Regions from separate parts of the Mus musculus genome. Here region 2 is linked to region 1. Evidence: chromatin contacts called from public HiChIP or PLAC-seq data. All regions are on one chromosome and are shown on one strand. The core of a region is the stretch at or near the end of the contact, and the rest is flanking DNA. Distances in the headings are between cores, read along the strand shown. Region 1 holds the start of Ak4 (adenylate kinase 4). Region 2 holds the start of Wdr78 (WD repeat domain 78).

Region 1 (2,775 bases), core at 218-2,717:
TGGAAAGAGAGGCCCATTGGACATGCAAACTTTATATGCCCCAGTACAGGGGAACGCCAGGGCCAAGAAGTGGGAGTGGATGGCGACGGAGTGGGGGAGGATATGGGGGAACTTTTGGGATAGCACTGGAAATGTAAATGAAAAAAAAATACCTAGTTAAAAAAAAAAAGGCAGTGGCAAAAGCATGGTGAGTTCAAGACCATCCTGGGCTGTGAAGAGAAGCCCTGTCTCAAACAAATCAAAGCAAAGGCTGAGGCATGTGGGAGTATTGGTTGGTATGTGAGGGGCAAGGAAAAGAAAGCCGCCGTTTGAGGTGGTGAGCAGAGTCGAGAGTATTATATCCTTGGCAAAGAAGCCCTGGGATCCTCTGTCCTTCTCTCTCTTCCTCGGAGTACAGCCAAAGTCATCCTTCTCTTCCTCCTCTTCAGGGCGCTGGCATTGGATGGAGCCAGTCAAGGTTTTAAAACTTTGGCTGCAACTATGGGGCCAGGATTCGATCATTTGTTGTTGTTGTATATCAAGCAAAAAGAAGAGCGTTGGGTATACAATAGATCTTTTTTTACTTTTTTTTTTTTTTTTTTTTTTTGAGATTAGGTCTCAATAAGTAAGTAATAAGTTCAGGCCCGCCCACAACTTTCTACTCTTGCCAGGGCCTGCAGTGAACACTGGTGTAAACCACCCTGGTTTAAGGGACAGTCTCAGGCGTTTTGATTCCCTCACAGGGATTAAAACAAAGAGATCTCCACTTTACACTGCTAAGTATATGAACGAATGGTGCGTACATATTCCAAGCCTTCCTCCATCGGTACCTGTAAAGGTTGCATAATAAAATCACACAGCCTAGAATTGGACACAGGGTAGGCGCTCAACAAGTTGTGTTTTTCCTTCCCCTTGACAATAGACCGGGTCCCCAGGCGGTTCCTTTCTCTCTGGGCGTCTTCATCTCCGTTCGCCCCCGCAGCCTCAGCCTGGCTCCGGACACGCCGGGAGGGGAGAGGAGGGGGCGCGGCGGCGGTAGCGTGGAGCCGGCTCCCGGCTTACGTAAGAAGCAGCGAGTCCCGCGCGGCCAGCCCGGCAGAGGCGGCGCCGCCCAGCGGGATCCGGGCTAAGTCTGGCCGCGCTCCTTTCCACCGAGGTGTGTGTCTCCCCGGCTGCTCGGGACGGAGGTGGGCCCCTCCAGTTGCAGGCAGCGGCCACTGTGGGGGGAAGCGACAGTCACCGAGAAGCGCCCGGAGAGCTGCTCCCACTCTGCCCACGTGCGGGGACCGGCAGGGGCTTCCCGGAGTTGCGCGCCTGGACTGGGCAGCAGGGAAGGACTCGGGTGGGTCTGACTGACCTCTGACCCCAGAGGGCCGAGCTTGCAGGCCGGGGGATGGGAGTGGGGGTGGGGTGGGGGCTGCGACGGTTCACCGGAGCGGCCGGGGCCCGAGGAGGTGGCGGAGGGCGGGGCCGAGGGGCGGGGCAGTCTTTAAAGCCTCTCCTTTCCCCTGTAGGGGTGGCAGGCGAGTCCCCGCGTGCGGAGGGTGTCGAGGCAGGGGCTGCTGGGCAAAGTGCGCGGGCTGCCGTCCTGGCCACCGCCAAAGCCATGGCTTCCAAACTCCTGCGCGCGGTCATCCTCGGGCCGCCCGGCTCTGGCAAGGGCACCGTTTGCGAAAGGATCGCCCAGAACTTTGGCCTCCAGCATCTCTCCAGCGGCCACTTGTTGCGGGAGAACCTCAAGACCGGCACGGGTGAGGAGCTAAGGCGGGGGGAGTGAGGGTAGAGACGAGTCTGGCGGGTTGGTCGGGCCGGGAGCAGGGCGGTCGCGGGCTCGGGTCCCCTCGGCGCCGGCGCCCTGCCCCCGCCCGCGTGTGCCCGTGCGGGCTTGTACGTGCCGCGGCGCATGCAGCCGGCCGCCAGCCTGCCCGCCCGCCCGCGCTGCTTAACCGCGCCCGGGGGAGGCCGAGGCTGCTCGGCAGCGCCTCGGACTGCACTGGCCGCACGCGCGTGGGAAGGGACCCTGCACGGCAGGCCGAGGGAAACGCGAGCCTCTCGGCGGGGACCCTAACTGGCCTCTCGTGCCGCCTGCCGAAAGCCGAGCCCCTGGGTTCCCAGTTGTGGTCCTTCTCAACCGCGGGTCGCCTTCCCCCGCGAGGAGACGAGCACCGCGCCGCCCACCTGTGGGAGTCGCGGCCGCTGGCGCTCTGGGACTCTGCGGCTCGCTCCCCCACGGCCTCTCGCGCGCGCTCCAGCCTGGAGCTAAGTGCTGCGTGGCGGTGAAAGGCCTGTGGTCGGTGCAGGCGGCCGCGACGAACTGTCCCTGCTAACCCCCCCCCCCCCTCCTCAAGCCCAGCTTGGCCGCCTGCAGACCCGGAGACTTGTTCTGAAAGATTGCATTTTGAGTGCAGCTTTGCTGCAAGTGGCCTTTTGAGGTTGTCCCTTGGCGGATGCGGTGAAGTTGGGGGTCTAGATCGCCCCATCACTTAGTCTTGCAAGTGTCTCCCTTCTCCCCTCTTCCTCGGTTCCAAAGAAGGTGAGTTATCCGCGTGCTACTGTGGGGCGCAGACCATCCTGGGATGCTGATGAGTGTTAATTAGCAAACCCCTTATGAAATGTGTTGCCCATAAGATCCTTCCCTATTTCTGTTCTCATTTGTGTGCACGGTGGTTATGGCTTGTTATGGGTTAATTGTTAATAAATCTGCATTTCAGAAGCACCTAGGATCATGAACAGGTGGGTGGAGGACAATGTTGGAAAGCGATTAAAAGCAACCTCTTGAAGCATCTGAAAAGCTAC
Region 2 (3,193 bases), core at 430-2,929, 1.7 Mb after region 1:
GTGTATATGTGCGTGTGTGTGCGTGCTGCGGGATGTTACATCATACTCAAGGGGCATAATCCAAAGCCAGATCCCGTGGGGACTTGGAAGAAAGGGAGCTCAGAGGGAAAGGGAAAAGCTTAAGGAAGTTTTGTGCAGACTACTATGTGGAGGGTGTTGGCAAGCAGACGATTCAGCCAGCTATTCCAATGCAGAAATGACTGTTAGGTCTGGAGAGCACAGCTACTTGACGAAGTGAAGTGGCCCTCAATGCTTGGCAGTAAAGATGCAGGACCCATACCGAGGAAGTGCAAGGGTTGCAGTTTAATGAACTGGGATGGCTGCGGACTGGAAACAAAGGGGCAGTAAATTACAGCGCTGAGGATGAATTTCGAGCACACTGGGTGTAATTGCTTCAGTTTTGTTTTCTTGAGAGAGATCTTGAAGAGATAAGAAAACTTGTGAATCATGCATATACTTAACTTTGAAAGGCACAAGGCAACAACGAAGTGAACCACCTGCCTCCACAACACATATTTAGGAAGGAGACAGATTAGTAAACTATTTTGAAAAAGAAGGCCAGGCCAGGTGGCCCAAGCCTTTATTTAATCCCAGCACTTTCAAACCAGTTCCATATCAGCCAGGGCTACACAGGGCGAAAGACCCTGATCTATAAACACAAACAGACATTGATACATAACAGCAGAAACTAGCCACGAGCCTAGTGAAGATTGAAAAATGTCCTATTAGCTAACTGAAGCATTTCAAAACTCAGTAAAGTAAGTGGTCATTTAGATCAAAGCTGGTGACTGGCTAGTTAACAACTAAAGTGCCAACCGACTGTTGTAAGCTATTGGAAAGCGCTTTTTCGGAGAAGCGATGTAAGGCTGAGCACTTAACTCAAGGGCAAATGCAAGGCTCTCTCCTCAGAACTTTCAGTAAGTTCAAAGGGCGAATTAGCTGAGAGGATGTTGGAAGAAAAGATGTGGCTGCTCTGGGAAGACCGCAAAACCACTGAAATGTTCGAGCATGAAAGGGGGAATATTTTAATGAAAATTCAAACCACTTCCAAGTTCAACGCCACACGAGTCCACATTATCTTTGGGCCTTTCTCCTAGCTTAGCGGCATGAACTAAGCAGTTAAGAGTCTTAAGGTAAGCTGGCAGAAAGAGATGAAAAAAAAAAATCCTCTGCTGGCGTACATATTAAAATTAGCTTTGGTTGCTCAGAGACCAAGGAGCCAGAACACGAGACAGCTTGGAAGTTGAGAGACCTAATGAAAGAATACAAGAAAAAGCGCTTGGAAGAAATAGGCAGGGTGGTCCTCGACAAACTCCGGTCTAGCACGGCAGCGGGAGTTTTTACACAGACCGAATCAAGCCAGAGGATCCGGCGCTGCCTGGGGGGCTCCGCGGGATCGAATGCGTTGGGAACCCCTTTCCAAACCGAAGGGCTGGCTGTCTCTCCGGGATCTAGAGGAACGGGCCACACGGATCTAGTGCGGAACTTACGCGGCGAAGCTGGCCTGCTTGCGGGTGCTCGTCGGAGAGCTATGCATGGTGGTGACTTTTTAGACCAGGGCTCGGCGCCCCCTTCCCCAGCAGGTTCGGCGATGCCCGGACTCCCAACTGCCCGCTCAGCAGCTCAGGAATGTTTGCCGGGCGCCATGGCGACCGCGGAGCCTGGCTCAAGAAGCGGCCGCGCGGTTGGCTGGCCGCTCGAGGTGGAGGAGGAGGGCGGAGGCGGAGGGGAGGGTAGAGGGTTGGTGGAGCTGGAGGAAGCTCGGGCGACGATTCGGAGGAGGCGGGCGGCCCAGGCCCTAGGCCCCTCCCAGGCTGCGAGTCTCCCGGCTGCAGGCGGATGGATGGGGCGTCTCCAGGCGGCGGCGGCAGCAGCGGAGGCGGCGGCAGCAGCGGCGGCTGTAAGTGCAGCCTCCACAGACCATCTTACCCATCCTTCGATCGGGAACCGGGGCCCCAGGGGCGCTCGCAGTCTCCTTTTCCCCACTTCCCCTCCCCCCACGGGAGAGCGCCGCCCGGAAGACTCCTAACTTCCGGGGCGGGGCTGCCCGAGTGTACCGGGAGGGCTGGCGGCTTGGAGGCGCTGCCGTCTGGCGCGCATGCGTAGTTTCCGCCCCGCCCCTCCCCGGTCTTTCGGCCTTCGCGGTGGCGGCGGCGGCGCCCAATCTTCGCCGCTTCCGCGGCGCGCCGGGATTACGCTGCGGAGTGAGTTTGCGGGGCGGGCAGGCCAGCTCCCGCCCTTTTCGGTCGGCCCTCGCTCCGCGGCAGGGGTGTGGCTTCCTGGCCACTCCCCCGTGGCTCCACCTCTGTGCCCCTGATTTCTCTAGCTGTCCAGCCAGTTGAGGTTGGCTCTCTTAGCAGAGCATCCCTTGAGGTGATAGGCGCAACCTGGGTCAACCTGCCGTTGTCGGAGGGAGCTAGAGGGGCGAGAGACTCAGAGACAGCATTGCAGGGAACCAGCCGCTCCCAGTGCCTATCTCCCCCGCGAGTGGCCTTATTCTTTTAGCTTGTAATGTAGATGCTTGCTGGCCTGGTTCCCATCTCTGGTCCTTGCATGTTGTGTGACCTTGGGCAAGTCTCTTCCCCCACTCCCGGGGAGGGCTTCAGTTTTTCTATTAAACCTCAATTTTTGTAATTTTGCAGAAGACCTTAGGCAATTTTAAGACCAGCTAGGTTTCTAAGACCGCTTAACGGAGATGACCCGGAATTGACTAGACTTTTCTCAAATCATGGGTGAAATACAGAAATGTAATTATTGGGTTCTTTGTAATCTTTAGCATTGCTTATAAATTGCAGGACTCAATCTTTGTTTCATTTTGCTGAAATTCCCACGGGGCGGTTGACCTGGTTCTGGGACATCTTTTGAAAATGTGAGACTGAGTGAGCTTGAGGTAACTGTCTCTGTCTCTTTGCTACTGAGGCTTTCTTTCCTTTAATCCAGATGGTGTGGTGGCTCGATTCTCCCAGTGCCTGGCTGAGTTTCGGACGTGGTTAAGAACCAACTGGTTGAGGTTCAATGCAGACAAGACGGATGTGATGCTGGTAGGCAAGGGCACGACTGGAGATGAAGGGAGGGCAAAGGCAAGCTCCCTCATGTAATAAAAACATGATTATTGTCTGTGCTGGTGTTGTAGGCGTGCTAATGGCCAACCCTTCCAAGACTTTGGGTGATATAAAAGTGACATCAGCAACGT

The links. HiChIP or PLAC-seq counts read pairs in DNA pulled down with a chosen protein or histone mark.
Region 2: a contact with region 1 is called in an H3K4me3 HiChIP or PLAC-seq map of embryonic stem cells, with 5 read pairs. The contact joins the promoter of Wdr78 here to the promoter of Ak4 in region 1. A contact is called at or near these places in 1 of 39 promoter capture datasets (liver) and 2 of 115 datasets of contacts at active chromatin or transcription factors (embryonic stem cells and stem cell-derived neural progenitor cells).

Annotation. Positions count from the first base shown.
Region 1 is chr4:101,418,236-101,421,010 of GRCm38.p6, forward strand. It overlaps Ak4 (adenylate kinase 4), which reads left to right and starts at 1,468. Exons shown (of 5, transcript NM_009647.5): 1 at 1,468-1,730. The coding sequence starts at 1,586.
Region 2 is chr4:103,112,620-103,115,812 of GRCm38.p6, forward strand. It overlaps Wdr78 (WD repeat domain 78), which reads right to left and starts at 1,680. Exons shown (of 17, transcript NM_146254.4): 1 at 1,491-1,680. The coding sequence starts at 1,537. It also overlaps a transcript of Mier1 not described here.